2 separate regions of the Mus musculus genome follow, and region 2 is linked to region 1. The links are chromatin contacts, called in public capture Hi-C maps. All regions are on one chromosome and are shown on one strand. The core of a region is the stretch at or near the end of the contact, and the rest is flanking DNA. Distances in the headings are between cores, read along the strand shown. Region 1 has its middle 76 kb from the start of Gm40658. Region 2 has its middle 4.6 kb from the start of Gm40661.

Region 1 (4,403 bases), core at 216-2,715:
TCTTAAAGAGCGGTTATAACTAGAAAGCTTGAAAAATTATTAATAGTTACACGTGTATAATTTATCTAGTTATTAACTCAGAAATAGGAGCATTTATTTGCAACAATGTATTAAGTATAAGTCCTCAAGAATTAACATTATGTGGAAACAAGTAGTAACTGAGGACACTAATAGCAAAGAATTTTTTATATGTTGATATGCAAAATTTCTAAGAATATTAAAATATTATCTTAAACCATAACTGTTTTGAATATATAAAGAACAAGATTATATATCCAATCTATCTCATATGTAGGACCTATAGACTGCCTGAGATATAAATCCAGCATGGCATTGCTTTAATTTAAGATGTCCAGGCAATCCAGAACAATTTATTAAATGTTCAAAAACAGCCTTCTTAAAAGGACAGCATTTTTTCTTATGAGTTGTATATGCATAAGCAATTGCATATTTGAGAATTAATAACATCCGAAGGACAAACAATCTTAAGCAATTGTGAGCTCTGAGATATAATATGGACTATTAATATACAAATTAAGGTTTGATTGTTCAGCATTTTAAAACACCATCCACAGCACACAACTTAATTATCTGTGCTGAAGCAGGGGGGCGCTCAAAAGAATTTAAACATGTGATCTAATTCACATCCACTTATTTCCCATAGAGGGGTTGTTTTTAAACACAATAATTGAGAGGCATGAATGCATGAATTTGTAGAAGATACAGAAGCATGCATAAAAACAATTTTTTTACTTATCTTAGGGATATTGATTGTCAATTTTATTTAAAATCATTGTATGCAATAGATCAATTATTAATATTCTGTAATAACCAAATTAATTGCTGTTTGGAACAAGGAACAAACACTTTGTCAGGTTCCTAAGACACAATTTTTGTTATAGGTTTTCCAAGATACACAAATACATCTTACAATTCTTTATTAGCACCACAGTAGTTTTAATAGGATGCTGAAACTGTGCTTTGAGGTGAGTGCCACCTCAGCCCCACCCACCTGCCTTGTCTCGGCTCTGCTGTCCTGGGCCCCACACCCATTGGACACCTGGGTGGGGGGCCATTTGCCCTCCTCCTTCCCAGCCCACCTGAGCCAAACCTCGGCTGCTTGCCACCATGGCATGCGGAGCCACTCTGAAAAGTACTCTGGATTTCAACCCATTGCTGAGCCCCACTTCTCCCAAGTGGAGGTGGTGCGTGCCTTTACAGGCGCCGCCTTCAGCAACCACCGCTGCTGCCACCTCGGCCTTTCTCTGAGGCTAGGAAACCCAAGCGAGGGTGCCGGAGCACCCCAAGTCTTAGTGAGAAAAAATATGGCTACCCCGGCGGGGACAGGCGGAGGCTCATGGGGCAATGGCGAGCAAGTCCCTCCCTTGAGTTTGCTACAAAGCTGCCCGCTTTTTGGCAGTCTATCGCGTCACCACGTTCAGGGAAAGCTGCACGCCCAAAGGCCCCGCCCCGCAGCCTGCTGGCCAGGAGCCAAAGAATTCAGAAAATTAAGGGAGTAGGGAGTCACAGCAGGCAAAGTACCTAGAAGTTACGTGACAGGAAACAAAGGAATGACTTCAAAAGGATTAACAGGAACCAGATAAATGTTTACAGTATGGATAAACCAGCTCTGTTTAGGGTCAGCTTAATGACAGCTAAGGTTTTAAGTAAACTTCTCTTGAGAGGCATTAGCTAATAAAATACTTTTCACTTAGAAAGCAATATACACTGAAAGATTCAAACTCTTGGCTTCTTGTGTAGAAGCAGAAATGATAAAAATTTCTTACATAATGTAGACCTACCTAGAGGCAAAATTTTCCAGTAATTACAAACTCACTAGAAGCAAACCCTTTACAATTATTAAGGTGCAAAGGAAAAAACAAACTTTTAGTTCTATAATAACTATATAAAAAGTAGGCAAGCCAGATTGCAATGCCTTTATAAATTCTACAGTCTGATTGACCCTATATAAACTTTAAATTTGAACTTTATTAAAACAGCATCTGGCTAGATCTGCAAAGATGCTCTTTTAGCTAAAAGAAAATTCCCCTGGAGGCAAAGAGAGGCAAGGAGAACTTCTTTAGGCACAGTTTGCAAGATAAAAGAAAGTCACACAAACCTCGCTGAGGCTGCTCTGAGCTTAGTTCTTCCTGCCATGAGGACAGGTTTTAGAATTACTAAGTTTCCTTTGCAATATTAGACCATAACTACTACCTTGGGAAAGCAAAACCCAATTTCAAAACCGTTATTATCTTTAGAATCAATATTAGAAGCATTAGTATCATATTACGAAGTTTGGCTGCCAATTTATACCTATGAATACATGACAGTGCACGCTTTAATGATTCATTAAAGAGACATTGTTTTAAATCTTATCTTTAAATTTACTTTCTAGGATAAGAATCACATTAAATATTATCTCAGCTAGAAGTATCTTAGGAGGTCCAGTTTTTTTTTTTTGCCTGCTTATGCCATGTGTTTGAAAAACTCCTTAGTAGCCAATTTAAGGCTAACCTTCTGTTACCAATGTAACGATTATTTAATCTTAACCAATAACTTATGAGCTGATTGTGAAGACATGCAGAGCATATTACCAGCAAAAAAACCGTATGTATGAAGCAGCTACACTTAGACCAATCAGAGAATATTAATTTTTCTAGCTATAATTATAAAATAAAAAGCACTTTGTCATTAGCTAAACGCAATAATCACGATTGCAGAGAATTTTCTTAGGATAAAACCATGTATCAGCTATTTAGTCTCAAAATCAAGAGGCTGCAGACTCCCTTTTTTAAAAAAAACAGTTTTTCCAGCAGGGGCCCTCCTGCTGTGCCTGATCCTGGCTAAAGCATGTGGCCACTCTCCGCTTTGCTATACTAGCATAGAAAGTATTAGCCATCTTTTATCTTTCAACATGAAACACAGACCATTCAGTCATTCAGATGACTAGACACGAACACACATGAATTGAACACATGGACAGACTGGTGCACCAGACATTAGACAAAACCTTAGACAAAAACACAAAGAGGGCAGAGAACTTCTGCTGTAGGGCCCAGAGATAATAATGCAGGGCAACCCCTAAAATTTCACTCTGCTTCTGGGACATTTTCCTCTCGCCTGATGCAGTTTCTGAATGCGGCCAATTTGCCTGATTATTAAATCCAAACCGTTTTATCTCTCTCACCTATAAAGCAGCTTCTGGAATTTACAGCCATCTGCTGCCTCAGTGGCTGATGGACTGAACCAGCCTGGCTAGGCTGAAGGAGATTACACACACCCACAGTGACACACCTACTCCAACCAGGTTACTCCAATTCCAACAAGGCCACACCTTCAAATGGTGCCACTCCCTGGTCCAAGATTATACAAACCATCACTTTCCGCTCCCTGGCCCTCATAGACTTGTTCAAAAACATGAGTCTATGGAGGCCATAATTAAACATAGCATAATGCAAATGCATTCCAACTTTCAAAGTCCTCATAGTCTATAGCAGTCTCAACAATGTTAAAAGTCCAAAGTTCAAGGGCTCTTCTGAGATTCATCCAACTAATTAACTGTAGTCTCCATAGCAAGGCAGGAAACCAGCTGGGCAAACTCCAAACTCTGCATCTCCATGGCTGATGTCAAAGCAGTCTTCAGATCTCCATTCCTTTTTCATCTTTGTTGACTGCAACAAACTGCTTTCTCCTGGGCTAGTTCCACTTCCTGTTAGCAGCTTTCCTCAGCATGTATCTCATGGCTCTGGCATCTTTAACATCTTTGAGTCTCCAAGGCAATTTCAATGTTACAGCTTCTTGTTTCAGTGTCTGGGATTCCACTTGATCTTTTGGACTCCTCCTCTTCAGCTCTGCCCTCTGTAGCACTCTAAGATCAGGTCGATCCACTCCACTACGGCTGCTGTTCTTGGTGATCATCCCATGGTACCGACATCTCCAATACACTGGGGTGTTCCACTCCAACTAGGCTTCACCAATAGCCTCTCATAGGCTCTCTTCATGGTGCCAAGCATCAAATCCTTTGCCTGACCCCTTCAGTTCAGGGCCATCAACTACAGCTGAGGCTACACCTTCTCCAATGGCCTTCCATGACCTCTCACAGTGCGAAGCCTCAGCTGCTCTCCATGACACCTTCATCCCTTCAAACCAATACCACCTGGGTGACTCTTACACATTACCAAGTCCAGCTGCAGCATGAGGTACAACCTTGGCTATCTCTGGAATACAGCTTCTTTGTGTTCCCAGAAAACAACTCCCAGTTTCAAACTTAGAAATGCTGTTCTCTTCTTAATCATTGCTAATGTCTTAGCTCCAGCTAACCAGCATCAATTGTCCCAGTAGTTCCTTCCATTCTTAATTCTAGAGCCAGAGCCACATGGCTGAACCTGCCGAGTTCTGCTGCT
Region 2 (5,023 bases), core at 1,888-4,387, 750 kb after region 1:
CAAGCTAGCCAATATGCTTTACTCTTTCCTGTCAGTGCCCCTCAAGCTCTGGGATTACATTTAGGGGACCATGCCTAGACAGCCAGACCTTTTGTGTGTGCTGGGCATCCAAACTCTAGTCCTCACATTGCCCAGCAAATGTGTTATCCACTGAGCAATCTTGCCAGCCTATTTTTTATACTGTAAGGAAATATGACTCCACGTAAAAAGTTTTCAAATAAGACCTTTCTAGCAAACCCTCTCATTGAACCAATGAGTAAAACATCAAACAACTTAACTGGGATAAGTAAACCAAGATATATTAAAGCTAAAATACATTTACAACTATGTTATTGCTGCTTCCTCATTTAGAAAGATGTCAAGCAAGTAGGCAGTTGATAATGATCAAATATAAAACTGACTTTTGTAGGCCATGGGTGGAAATAAATTGCCTTAAGAGAGTTTTCTTTCATGACCATAAAATCTCACAATTGCTAGTAGATATTGCAAAATGTCAGCCTAGCCCATGTTTGTGAAAGCTCTTGAAATGATCAATGCAATATCAAGGGGAAAGCCAAGAGGGTGGAAGAGGGTCATTGCACATCCCCTCTCTGGCAAGCACCCATATCAAAAACCCGTTTGTCTGAGCCAGCTGTCCCCACTCTGCTAATAATGCCAATATACAACAAGAGTTGCAGAGGGCTGACAGGGCATGAAATAAGGCAGTTTCTTTGGAATCCCTGAGTCAGAGCTCTGCCTACCTCAACTACACCCTTAACACACCCAGAACAAAATCTTCCAACACAGGCCCTGCTCATAAAATTTACTCAAACAGACACAGGAGAGCCCTTTCTGCCTGGCAAGAATATGCAGTTCAAACAAAGCCAACCTCATTTCTACTATCTTCCTTCAAAGCTCTAATGCTTATCACTTGGCCCCCTGCCTAAAATGCTGTGAATTTCCATGAGGATATTTTAACACTAGGTATCAGAATCAATCACACGGAAGACATCTGCTATTTGTCAGCTGCCATTCTCTTGCAGGTTTCTCTTCTGAATGTTAATGACAAATGGCACTAGTGGCTATAAAACCCTGGTCCCTTGTCAGTAAAGATACCTGAACTTTATCATGTTTCCACACCTAGCCTTCCTCAGAACGCTTTCTGTTAAAATATAGCTTCAGTGCTTCTGTGTTTGGGTGTGCTTTTATATATATATATATGTATATATATATATACTCACAGATGTGTAGATGTGTGAATCTGTATGTCTAGAGGCTGGGGGTTCAACCTTGGGTGTCATTACATAAGTGCTATCCACCCTGGGTTTTTGTTGTTGTTGTTGTTGTTTCTTTTGGGGGTTTATCCATTGAGCTAGAGTTTGCTAATTAGAGCCACACTGGCTATCCAGAAAGCCTCAAGAGATCCACCTATTTGACTCCCAATACATTATAACAAACTCAAGCCCACATGGCTAACCTTTTACAAGACTTCTTGCAGTCTAATCATCGGTTCAGATATAAATTTGAATATGAAAACTTATAATCTTGATCCACAGCATTGTACTTTAAACTATTTTCTAGTAAGTGATATATCAAAAAAAAATGAAAATGAGATTTTCATAGAAAGAATTGAAGATAAATTAAGTAACACTCTGAAAATCTAAATTTTTCCACCTTAATGTTTTATATGTGCTATTCTTTTACAAGTGTTCTGATTATTAATTTTTATGACTTTAGCATAACAAAAAAACGTTCCTAATAGAATTGAAAGTGCAAACACCTTACATCTTAAAGGCAAGGCTGTTTTCCAGGAATAGCTCAGCAATTAAAGACGCCAGAAGCCAATGCTGATGATCTCAGTTCAACCCTCAGGACCCAACATGCAAGGATATGATTGACTTTTAAAAACCGTCCCTTGATCCCTACGCGTGTGTTCTCTCTCTCTCTCTCTCTCTCTCTCTCTCTCTCTCTCTCTCTCTCTCTCACACACACACACACACACACACACACACCAATAAAATTTAAGTTTATATTTATCATTGTTCTGCATAAGAAGATATTAAGCACACATTATTTTTCTCTGATATAAGGGAGATGATGGATCAGGTAAAACTTAGGAAGATGACGATGACACCACTTATGACTGATTTCATTTCACTGAATTCTATGCCCCTAAGCTATCAATTTATAACTCGGAATTTACATGTCAGTAAAATGGGGATAATATTATGTATCTTAGTACTTTATAATATAAATTATATACAATGTAATAATAGACTGCTCTGGTCTGGCTAGTATTCTTGTGTAGTTCTAGGTTGAAGATTTAATTCTTAGTATATCAGAGCATGACTTAATGTGGACCCAGAGAGCTAATGAAGATTTTTAAAAAGGCATTAGAGTGGGACCCTAAGCCAATACACCTAGTGCCTTTATTAAAAGGATGTTAGGAAAAAGTTGTACATAGAGGGATGATCAGGTAAGAATAGAAGGAAAAGATTGCAATGGGCATATCCAAAAAGGGTCCTTGCTCATAGATAATGTGGTACTTCCAGCATCTAGAACTGTAAGAAGTTTATGTTGTCAAAATAACCCAATCTGAGCTTTGGGTTCTTTTTAGACCCCATTGGAGTATTAGTATATAACTATATGCAAACTAGGTACTCTGCAGTCTACAAAGGCTGCTTACCAATTATCAGCAGTTCCTCCTGTGTAGCAAAGGACAATGGGCAAAGCAGCAATGAGAGACTTTATCACTCAGCTAATTACTAACATTCTTTACTTCCTGCTTGTTCTAGTGCCTCAAACAGTCTCATTTAAGTTCCTTGTTTCCATGGATGTTTTCTTATTATTACCTCCAGGTATTTTTCTTCAATGTTCATTCTTTTAATTAGGAGGAAGAACATACAAATATGAAATGAAGTGCGAATTACAAATTATGCAAAATTCTGACCCAGTGGATTAAGAAATCAACAATATCATCAAAGCATAAACAAGCATGGGAGTAATTAAAATGAAACTTGACTGTCACAGAAACCAGTTTATAGACCTTGGTAAATGATTTTACAGGAAGAGACTTTCGCTCACGCAGACACACATTAAGCACTTATGATCGGCTTGTAAACTTTCCAGTTCTATGAGTCAGGGCTTAGGACCTCAAGGTAAAACGAAACACCTCCCAGGAACTAACCAGGCCAAATACTGCATAACTTTCAGGCCAGATGTGTTCAGGGTGCTATAACCATTGACTTCTGAGCTCTGTTTATAATATTCTAGTTGAGACAAGCACTACACTATGATTGTTGAAATTCAAAGACCAAGTGCTGCTTCTGTGTATGACTCCAAGTACGAACCTGATTGTGGTAATGAAGAAATGAGAGAAGACAGGTGTTTGAACAGAAAGCTGGGATCCTATAGAGCAGGCTCTCTGAGAAACCCCCATACCCCACAAGCACAGCATGTGTAAAGTAGAACAGTAAGACAACCAGTTGACTGCATACAACTGATCAAGGTGATAGATTTATTTCTGTACAGAAAAGTAATGAGGCAGAGTTGATGGTGTCCAGCTGACATGAGGAGAGAGGTTTACCTAAGCTCAGTAGTAGCGATCTCTGTAGAGGAGCGGTCTTCAGGCTGAAAATATTCGCAGGACTAAAGCTATGGTGGACATTTTCCGCACAGTATTAGCATACACACATGGACCACAAGGTGCAGAGTCCAGCATGGCCCTGGTGGGGACAAAGTGACATGGTGACATCGTTCCTGCCCCAGGACAGCGCCCCGGTATAAGCCTCCTGGAATCTAGATGGGCACTGTGGGCATAAGGCTTGTTTGTGTAATAATTTACATATTTCACATTCCTCCAAGAAATGTCCTCTGTGTTAATTTTAATGACTCCTTGATGATCAGCCAACAGGAGACCAGGAGGTGAAGGTGTGGCTAAAGTCTCAGCAAAATGGTGAAGTCTGGGACCTTCAAGACAACCCTTAAGGCTATGGGAAAGAGCTCTAGATACCGGAGTTTGAAAATATATAATTTCTCAACTATGCAAAATATAAGAATGCAATATGAATTATGAGGGGCTTCATGAATCTAAAGGAACAAAGGCAGCTGCACTAGGAGCCAGCTTGTCAGAAAGATACAAAGGCAGGCAGATTGAATTCAAGGTCAGCCTGGGACACATAAAGGTGAGGCCCAGGTGTGGTAGAAATGGTAATTTCAGGGAAGAGACCCACCCAACTACTTAATCCTTTGTGTTTAACAAAGGAAGACTGATCTTTGAATTCTTTTGCAGCCTTTGGAAAAAAAAAATGTTTGCTTGCTTTCACTTCTGAATCCAGATGCTGATTCATAGAATAATCTAAAGTAAACCTGGAGTAAATGACTGGGTTGATAATGTAAAATAAAAGACAAGACCTGTGTTCTGCAGGAGGTGAGCTATTCAGAGAACTTTTTAGGAAAAAAAACAGAAAACTGCTTGGAGAACTGACAAAGAGACAGGTGCGCACGCGCACACACACACACACACACACACACACACACACACACACAAGGAAGCAGGACATGGACAGAGAGATCTCTTAGAATAGCAAGCAAGCAGAATATAGACAGAGAAATCTCCAGAGAGAAAGCAGAACGTAGAAAGCAGACTGGAAAAGTTGTATCAAACAGAAGACCAGTGGTCAGCTTGGAACCACCAATTGACTTTGAGACTTTGAGTCCTTCTTTTCGCTGCTCCCAGATACCCTGTACTTACTGGATGGTTTTGTTTGCCAATTTGACACAAGCTGGAGTTATCACAGAGAAAAGAGCCTCCCTTGAGTAAATGCCTCCTTGAGATTCAGCTGTAAGGCATTTTCTCAATTAGTGATCAAGGTGGGAAAGCCCATTATGGGTGGGGCCATCCCTGGGCAGGTAGTCCTGGTTTCTATAAAAAAGCAGGCTGAACAAGCCAGGGGAAGCAAGCAGCACCCCTCTGTGGCCTCTGTATCAGCTCCTGCCTCCAAATTCCTGCCCTGTGAGTCCCAGACCTGACCTCCTTTGGTGA

What was found. Capture Hi-C pulls out chosen DNA fragments and counts their contacts.
Region 2: a contact with region 1 is called in a capture Hi-C map of embryonic stem cells, with 5 times the contacts expected there. The contact joins two enhancer-like sites. A contact is called at or near these places in 1 of 115 datasets of contacts at active chromatin or transcription factors (embryonic stem cells) and 1 of 9 other capture datasets (embryonic stem cells).

The regions. Positions count from the first base shown.
Region 1 is chr13:4,799,391-4,803,793 of GRCm38.p6, forward strand. No RefSeq gene overlaps it. Among named protein-coding and RNA genes, the nearest start is that of Gm40658, 76 kb to the left of the region's middle. Within about 2 kb of position 1,466, at least 7 of the 459 cell types and tissues checked have an H3K27ac peak or open chromatin away from gene starts, as enhancers often do. A contact at or near this core is called in embryonic stem cells, where this site is marked.
Region 2 is chr13:5,546,259-5,551,281 of GRCm38.p6, forward strand. No RefSeq gene overlaps it. Among named protein-coding and RNA genes, the nearest start is that of Gm40661, 4.6 kb to the right of the region's middle. Within about 2 kb of position 3,138, at least 39 of the 459 cell types and tissues checked have an H3K27ac peak or open chromatin away from gene starts, as enhancers often do. A contact at or near this core is called in embryonic stem cells, where this site is marked.